2 separate regions of the Danio rerio genome follow, and region 1 is linked to region 2. The links are chromatin contacts, called in public Hi-C maps. All regions are on one chromosome and are shown on one strand. Each heading gives the region's core, a stretch centred on a gene start, on an enhancer-like site or on the middle of the called end of the contact. The rest is flanking DNA. Distances are from core to core; before and after follow the strand shown.

The links. Hi-C and Micro-C count contacts between places; a contact is called where the count stands out from the background.
Region 1: a Hi-C map of an unstated tissue shows a contact between it and region 2, with 3 times the contacts expected there. The contact joins two enhancer-like sites. A contact is called at or near these places in 2 of 18 Hi-C or Micro-C datasets (caudal fin and an unstated tissue).

What each region holds. Positions count from the first base shown.
Region 1 is chr19:33,678,503-33,681,679 of GRCz12tu, reverse strand. No RefSeq gene overlaps it. Among named protein-coding and RNA genes, the nearest start is that of meox2b, 87 kb to the right of the region's middle. Within about 2 kb of position 1,334, at least 3 of the 62 cell types and tissues checked have an H3K27ac peak or open chromatin away from gene starts, as enhancers often do.
Region 2 is chr19:33,563,217-33,566,462 of GRCz12tu, reverse strand. It overlaps a transcript of meox2b not described here. Among named protein-coding and RNA genes, the nearest start is that of meox2b, 28 kb to the left of the region's middle. Within about 2 kb of position 1,827, at least 6 of the 62 cell types and tissues checked have an H3K27ac peak or open chromatin away from gene starts, as enhancers often do.

The DNA.
Region 1 (3,177 bases), core at 85-2,584, 120 kb before region 2:
TCTAAATACAGATACAGAAACAAATAATTGTATTAATTTCACTCTTCTACTACATCCTGCAGGTCGTAAAGCTGCAAAGCAACATTTTCTAGCAATTTTCTGCAAGCCTATGATCTGAACCAAGTAATACCAAGCACCTTCTCTGTTTCATTTCAAATCCATTTTCATTAGTGACAAACATCTGTGTTGGTATAAGGAAACATACACCTGTCGGCCATGTTTGTGACCAATAAAACTATCCCTCATTAAGTTTTGTCAAAATAAACGTGACCGCTGAAATGAGCTCAAACGTCATTTAATGCCAAATATGATACTGTTTCATCTAAAGAGGATTAGACTGGAAAATCACTTCAGCTCTTTCGAAAAGGCTGTGCCTCTTTTTCAATTACCTTAATGCTGCAACAGCGGAGAACTGCTGCTATGATGTCACATAAATAATATGGGCGCAATTACTTTACATATGTATCTTTTCATAGCATGCTGCCACAAAACTTTAGGAATGTATAATTTATGTCCAAGACCACCAAAAAGCCATAAAGCCCTCTAAGCATATGCAATAGTCATGCATCCTAAACGCAGATCCATGTTGACTGGAAACTCCTGGTGATTGATGAATTTCTAAATCAGACAGGAAATAGGCAATGCTACCGCATAAATACTTTCCACAGACCACCAACTTACAATCCCAAGAGACTCAGAGAGGATCCTTAGAGGGGAAAAGGAACATACAGTATCAACAGCATGGCAAAATACAAAAGATGTGGTTTTTCTTAGAAACCACACAAAGCAGACGTAAAGTCAAAGGCCTGAAAAAATCAATTCAACATAAAAGCAAAGGGGCCATACTGTTTCTTCAAAAGTGCACCAAATATAACTGTTCCAAAATTAAACCCAAATCCAAAGAGATGTGTAGATTTTCAATTTGGTTGCATTCCAACAATCCTTAACGTAAGTTGTCTGACTATTTTTCTTTTTAAACGTAGCATAAAATGAACTCAACATAATAGCGAGAAAACATTCGACCCAGGAGATCAGTTATAGGAGCAGAAGAATGAACTCACTCTTATTGATAATATTACAACTAAACAGCTCTGCCTCCAAATCAGCGGGAAGTCATAAATTAAACATAACAAACCCGCTTGGCTCCACAAGTTATGATTATTTTGATGAAAAATATCCTGCGAGATAAACCCTGAGGTTGTAAATTTTAACTCAATCCCTGGGCCCTGAAGTAAACGGCAAAAGCAGACACTTCAACACACACCCAGTGAAAGAGTGCACTTATGCAACCCTCAGTAACAATAAAGGCTTATTGTCTGGGTTGGAAGAGCAGACGCGGGTCTGACTGTATCCCTGTGGTCATTAAGACTCCTTCAGAGCTCATAATAGGGATCTCAGCTCCTCTCTACAAAATTTAAGTCCTGTCTCGTTGAGGGGCAGAACCGTCTGCTGGACATAAGGTGCTTTAGTACAACTTGGAAGGATTTTTTTTTTACCCAAAGCAATAATTCTCCTCTAAATATAATGTTTGACACTGTGAATCATCTAGTGGAGAGGTGTTTATATATATATATATATATATATATATATATATATATATATATATATATATATATATATATATATATATATATATATATATATATATATATATATATATATATATATTTGGGTGCAAAAGGAGTATAACCATTCACACTGACAAATCTGACAGACACCTGCACTATAAAAATGACTGTAAAAAAAAATCACACTTTAACAGCACATTGTAAACTAACCTTGAAAAAAATACTTATAGTGTTTCAATTAATGCATACTCACTACATAACCAAAAGAAAAAGCAGGGACATACAGTGAAGCTCAAATTAATGTATAATTTTGGGCTTGACTTTATATTTTAAATACAGTTAAAGTCAGAATTATTAGCCGCCCTTTGATTTTTTTCTTTTTTTTTAATATTTCCTATGATGTTTAACAGAGCAAGGAAATTTTCAGTATGTCTGATAATATTTTTCTTCTAGAGAAAGCCTTATTTGTTTTTTTTCAGCTAGAATAAAAGCAGTTTTTAATTTTTAAAAAAGATTTTAAGGTCAATATTATTAGCCCCTTTTAAGCAATATTTTTTTCAGATAGTCTACAAAACAAACCATTGTTATACATTAACTTGCCTAATCACACTAACCTGCCTAGTTAACCTAATTAACCTAGTTAAGTCTTTAAATGTCACTTTAAGCTGTATAAAAGTGACTTGAAAAATATCTAGTCAAATATTATTTACTGTCATCATGGCAAAGATAAAATAAATCAGTTATTAGAAATGAGTTATTAAAACTATCATGTTTAGAAATGTGTTTAAAAAAATCTTCTTTCACAGAAATTGGGGAAAAATAAATAGGGGGCTTTTAATTTTGACTTCAACCATATTTAAAAACATATTGCAGCGGGATTTAACAAATGTAATTTAATTCCTAGCTAAACATATCATAAATATTAAAGCCACAGGCGACTAGCTCCTTTTATAAAGACATGCTGATTAAAATGTAATGAATTTACACTTAAGAAGGTTTTTGCTAATGGCAAAAAAGGAACTGCACAAAATAATAGCTGCATTATGAATTAGAGTAATATTGCCTCAAATGGCACATTAGCATTCTTTTATTACACAGAAGCACTTGTCATTTTATATTTACAAGTGTTACAGGCCAAGAATGAACCAGCGACATGCATTGAGCATGTTTTAAAGTGAATGCATTACCTTTTACTCCTTATACTGGTATCAATATGACATGATTTACAAGAACGTCTATGGCCAGAGTTATTTCAGCCCTCTCCTCTGCATATTTTTATTTCTGACTATTTTAAATGTTTACTTGTTTTCTTAGGTAGCAGTTTTATAAAAGACAACATACACTGCACATTTGGGTTCTGCTCTGCCAATTTAACTTACATCAACTGAAAAAAAAGTAATGAAGTCATCAAAAAAACTGATGAAGCATAAGACAGTTTGTGTCTACATTAAAGGAATAGTTCACCCTTGTAAATTTGGCTAATTCAAAACCTATTTGAGTTTCTGTCTTCTGCTCAACACAAAAGCATTTTCCAAATCTCATCTTTTGTTCAACAGAAGAAAGAAAATTATATACAAAATATGTTTAAAACCTGATGAGCAAGAATAAA
Region 2 (3,246 bases), core at 578-3,077:
AACACACTGTGCACAGCTTATACAGTAAACAACTGTTGAGAAATGCAGTATAATACCGTGAAAACAACAGAAATCGTTTACAGTGTAGACAGCTTTAAGGAAGATTTTATTTATATGCAGTGTTACTTTACAGTTGAACATTCAATTTCCATACGCTCTTTTAGGAATAAAAGTACAAGAGCTGTCACTGGGTTGGTTTTCAAATGGTAAACTTTTGTAATTTTCGATGTCCACCTTTAGATAGAAATATAAAAATCACCAAATCATCCAAAAAACTATTTTATTCAAGTCAAATTTTATAATATTTAAGTCCTCTGGTGAAATTATTTCCATATACAATTATTAGCCTCCCCGTGTATATCTTTTCCCCAATTTCTGTTTAATGTAAAGAAGATCTTTTTTCAACACATTTCTAAACATAATAGTTTTAATAACTCATTTCTAATAATCAATCTCTTTTTATCTTTGCAATGATGATAGTAAATTGTATTTAGCTAGATATTTTTAAGATGCTAGTATTCTGCTTAAAGTGACATTTACAGGCTTAATTAGATTAACGAGGCAAGTTAGGATAATTAGGCAAATCATTGTATAACGATAGTTTGTTCTGTAGACTATCAAAAAAATAATAATACTAAACTTAAAATCGTTTAAAAATTAAATACTGTTTTTATTCTAGCCAAATTAAAACATAAGTATTATAGAAATAATTTCCTTCTGCTCTGTTAAACATCATATGGGAAATATTTGAAAATAATAATAATAATAATAAATTTGACTTCAACTGTAAACACTCTCAGAAAAAAAGGTTCACAGTGGTACAAAAAGTGTTCCTTTAAGAACAGTTTTGTACCTTTGTAAAAATTGTACCTTATTATATTAAATTATTAAAAGGCCTCTTATGATACTGTTCTGTACCTTTTTCGGTACAACTGAAATGGAGGTACACAATTGTTCTCATATAAAAGGTACATCAACAACTCCTTCTTTGTTACAATACCATGAAAATAAATATGACTGGATTAAGTGATTTTACGAATAATTTTCATATTAAAACATGGGAGCTGGCAAAAGTCCCACATATGCAGAAATTTTAGTATTGTAAAGCTAATCAGACATTGTGCATAACTCGTTACAAGACTTTTGCATAATTCTATTTTTTTTTTAATTAAGCAATTTGAATGAATATTTGAGTGATTATAAAGATATTGTGAGAAAATGGGAGAACATTTTTTATTATTTGTTTTTATTTTTAATTGTAAATTAAAGAAACTTTAAATTTGCTGAAAATAAATTGACACATTTTGGATGTAGCAAAATGCCTTTGAATAGTTCTTGAAGAAACACATTTGACACTGTAAAAGTACAAAGTGTCCTGTCACAGTGGTACCTTTATGGATCAGATTTGTACCTTTGATAAAAGGTACAATATTGTATCTGCAGGTTTTAAAAACCAAAGGTACATTTTGGTTTCCCATAGTACAAATCATGTCCTTAAAAGGTACAAACTGCAAAGTTACAAATTTATTTCTTCGTCTTAAAGTGCAATTCTGTTCCAAAAAAAGGTACTGCCCCAGTGACAAGGGTTTGTACATTCTTTGGTGCAACATTGTACCATTTTTTTCTGAGAGTGTATACACAAATATCACAAAAAAATATATATATTTCATGTGAAAACAATTTTTTAAATACTGACATGTTTCAGAAAACCTGATTCAGTGGTGCTGAATCCTGTGACAAGATCAGAATAGATTCACACATAAAGACACTGATACACTCCTCCTTTTTCCGCCCACAAGTCCTTAAATTTCTCCTCAGCTTTCTCTCTTGGCTCGTCTCTCTCACTCTCTCACTGTCTATTTCTCACTTTTCATGCTGTGGTAAATCTGGGAGACCTTAGGCCTACTAGAAGCTTACTTATGTCCCTCAACGGGCCTCTTTACCCAGTCTGTAATTAGACCTGGCCATACACACACACACACACAAACACACACACACAAACACACACACACACACACACACACACACACACACACACACACACACACACACACACACACACACACACACACACACACACACACACACACATAGAGAAGCCAAATTCATATATCCAAATGTACCTCAAACCAGGATATGACATCAGCGTCGGTTAGAAAAAAAATGGGCCCAACCAAACAGAGCAGTAGGTTGGCATTTCACTGAACTAATTTTGAGCCTATAGATTTATTGCACACTTCCCATCCCAGACATCTGTGGTAAAGCACACAGCCTTGACCAGATGCCCATTGGCACCACAAGGTCAACCTGCCATTAGTCAACACTGCGGACCGGCAGTTAGAGCGATACTGTGGATCATAATCTAGTAACTTGGCCAAGGTCAGGTTTGCGGGTATAATTGGCAGTATAATTCACCATGAGATGGGTTAGAAAGGTGGATGTGGGACAGATGAAATTATATAATACAAAATAAAAGGTGTTTTACAGCAGATCTGTCTCAATTTTAAGGTGCAGTCACAGTAAAATATCAAAGAATTCTTCATTTCACTACTTACTTGCTTTATATGGATTATATGGTTGATGTTGTAAATTTGCTGCTTATTTTTCTAAATGAACTATATTTGCTAATGAACCATTGGAGTTGGTCTGTTGTGACTCATAACTCTTCAGAATATTAATGGGGACGTTTAAAACAAAAATTAACCATTAAAAAATTCTTATCTACAGAAATTGCTTATATGCAAAGTTGAAAGTGAACAAAAATGTATAGAAATATTTGATAGAAAATCTAAATAAAGATACAAATGTTAAACGGATAAGAACAAATGCATTCATGAATAATAAATCACATAATAATCGGACCCTGTGTCCATTACAATGAACATCGCATGACAGCTCATGTTTTCTATGGTTCCTGAGCATTTCATCTAATTTAAAGCCTGCAGTCCATAAGAGTGGACGATTGTCATCCAATCAAATGGCAGTCAGGCTCGGCATGTTGTATTTTGGAAAAAAACAACAACAACTGAACACTGAAAACCAACATGGCATCCCTTCATTCCAGACACAAACGCAAGCCACGTTTACAATGTTTTGATTCCGGTTTATTGGTATGTCAAATATGTCTGTCCATTAGAATGTACAATAGGTTCAAAATCTGTTACTGAAAGTAAATCTTCAGTAATGCTGCTTGAACTGAATGTACTAATTCTTTGCTGAAAAAGTTTCATACGCAAAATATACAGA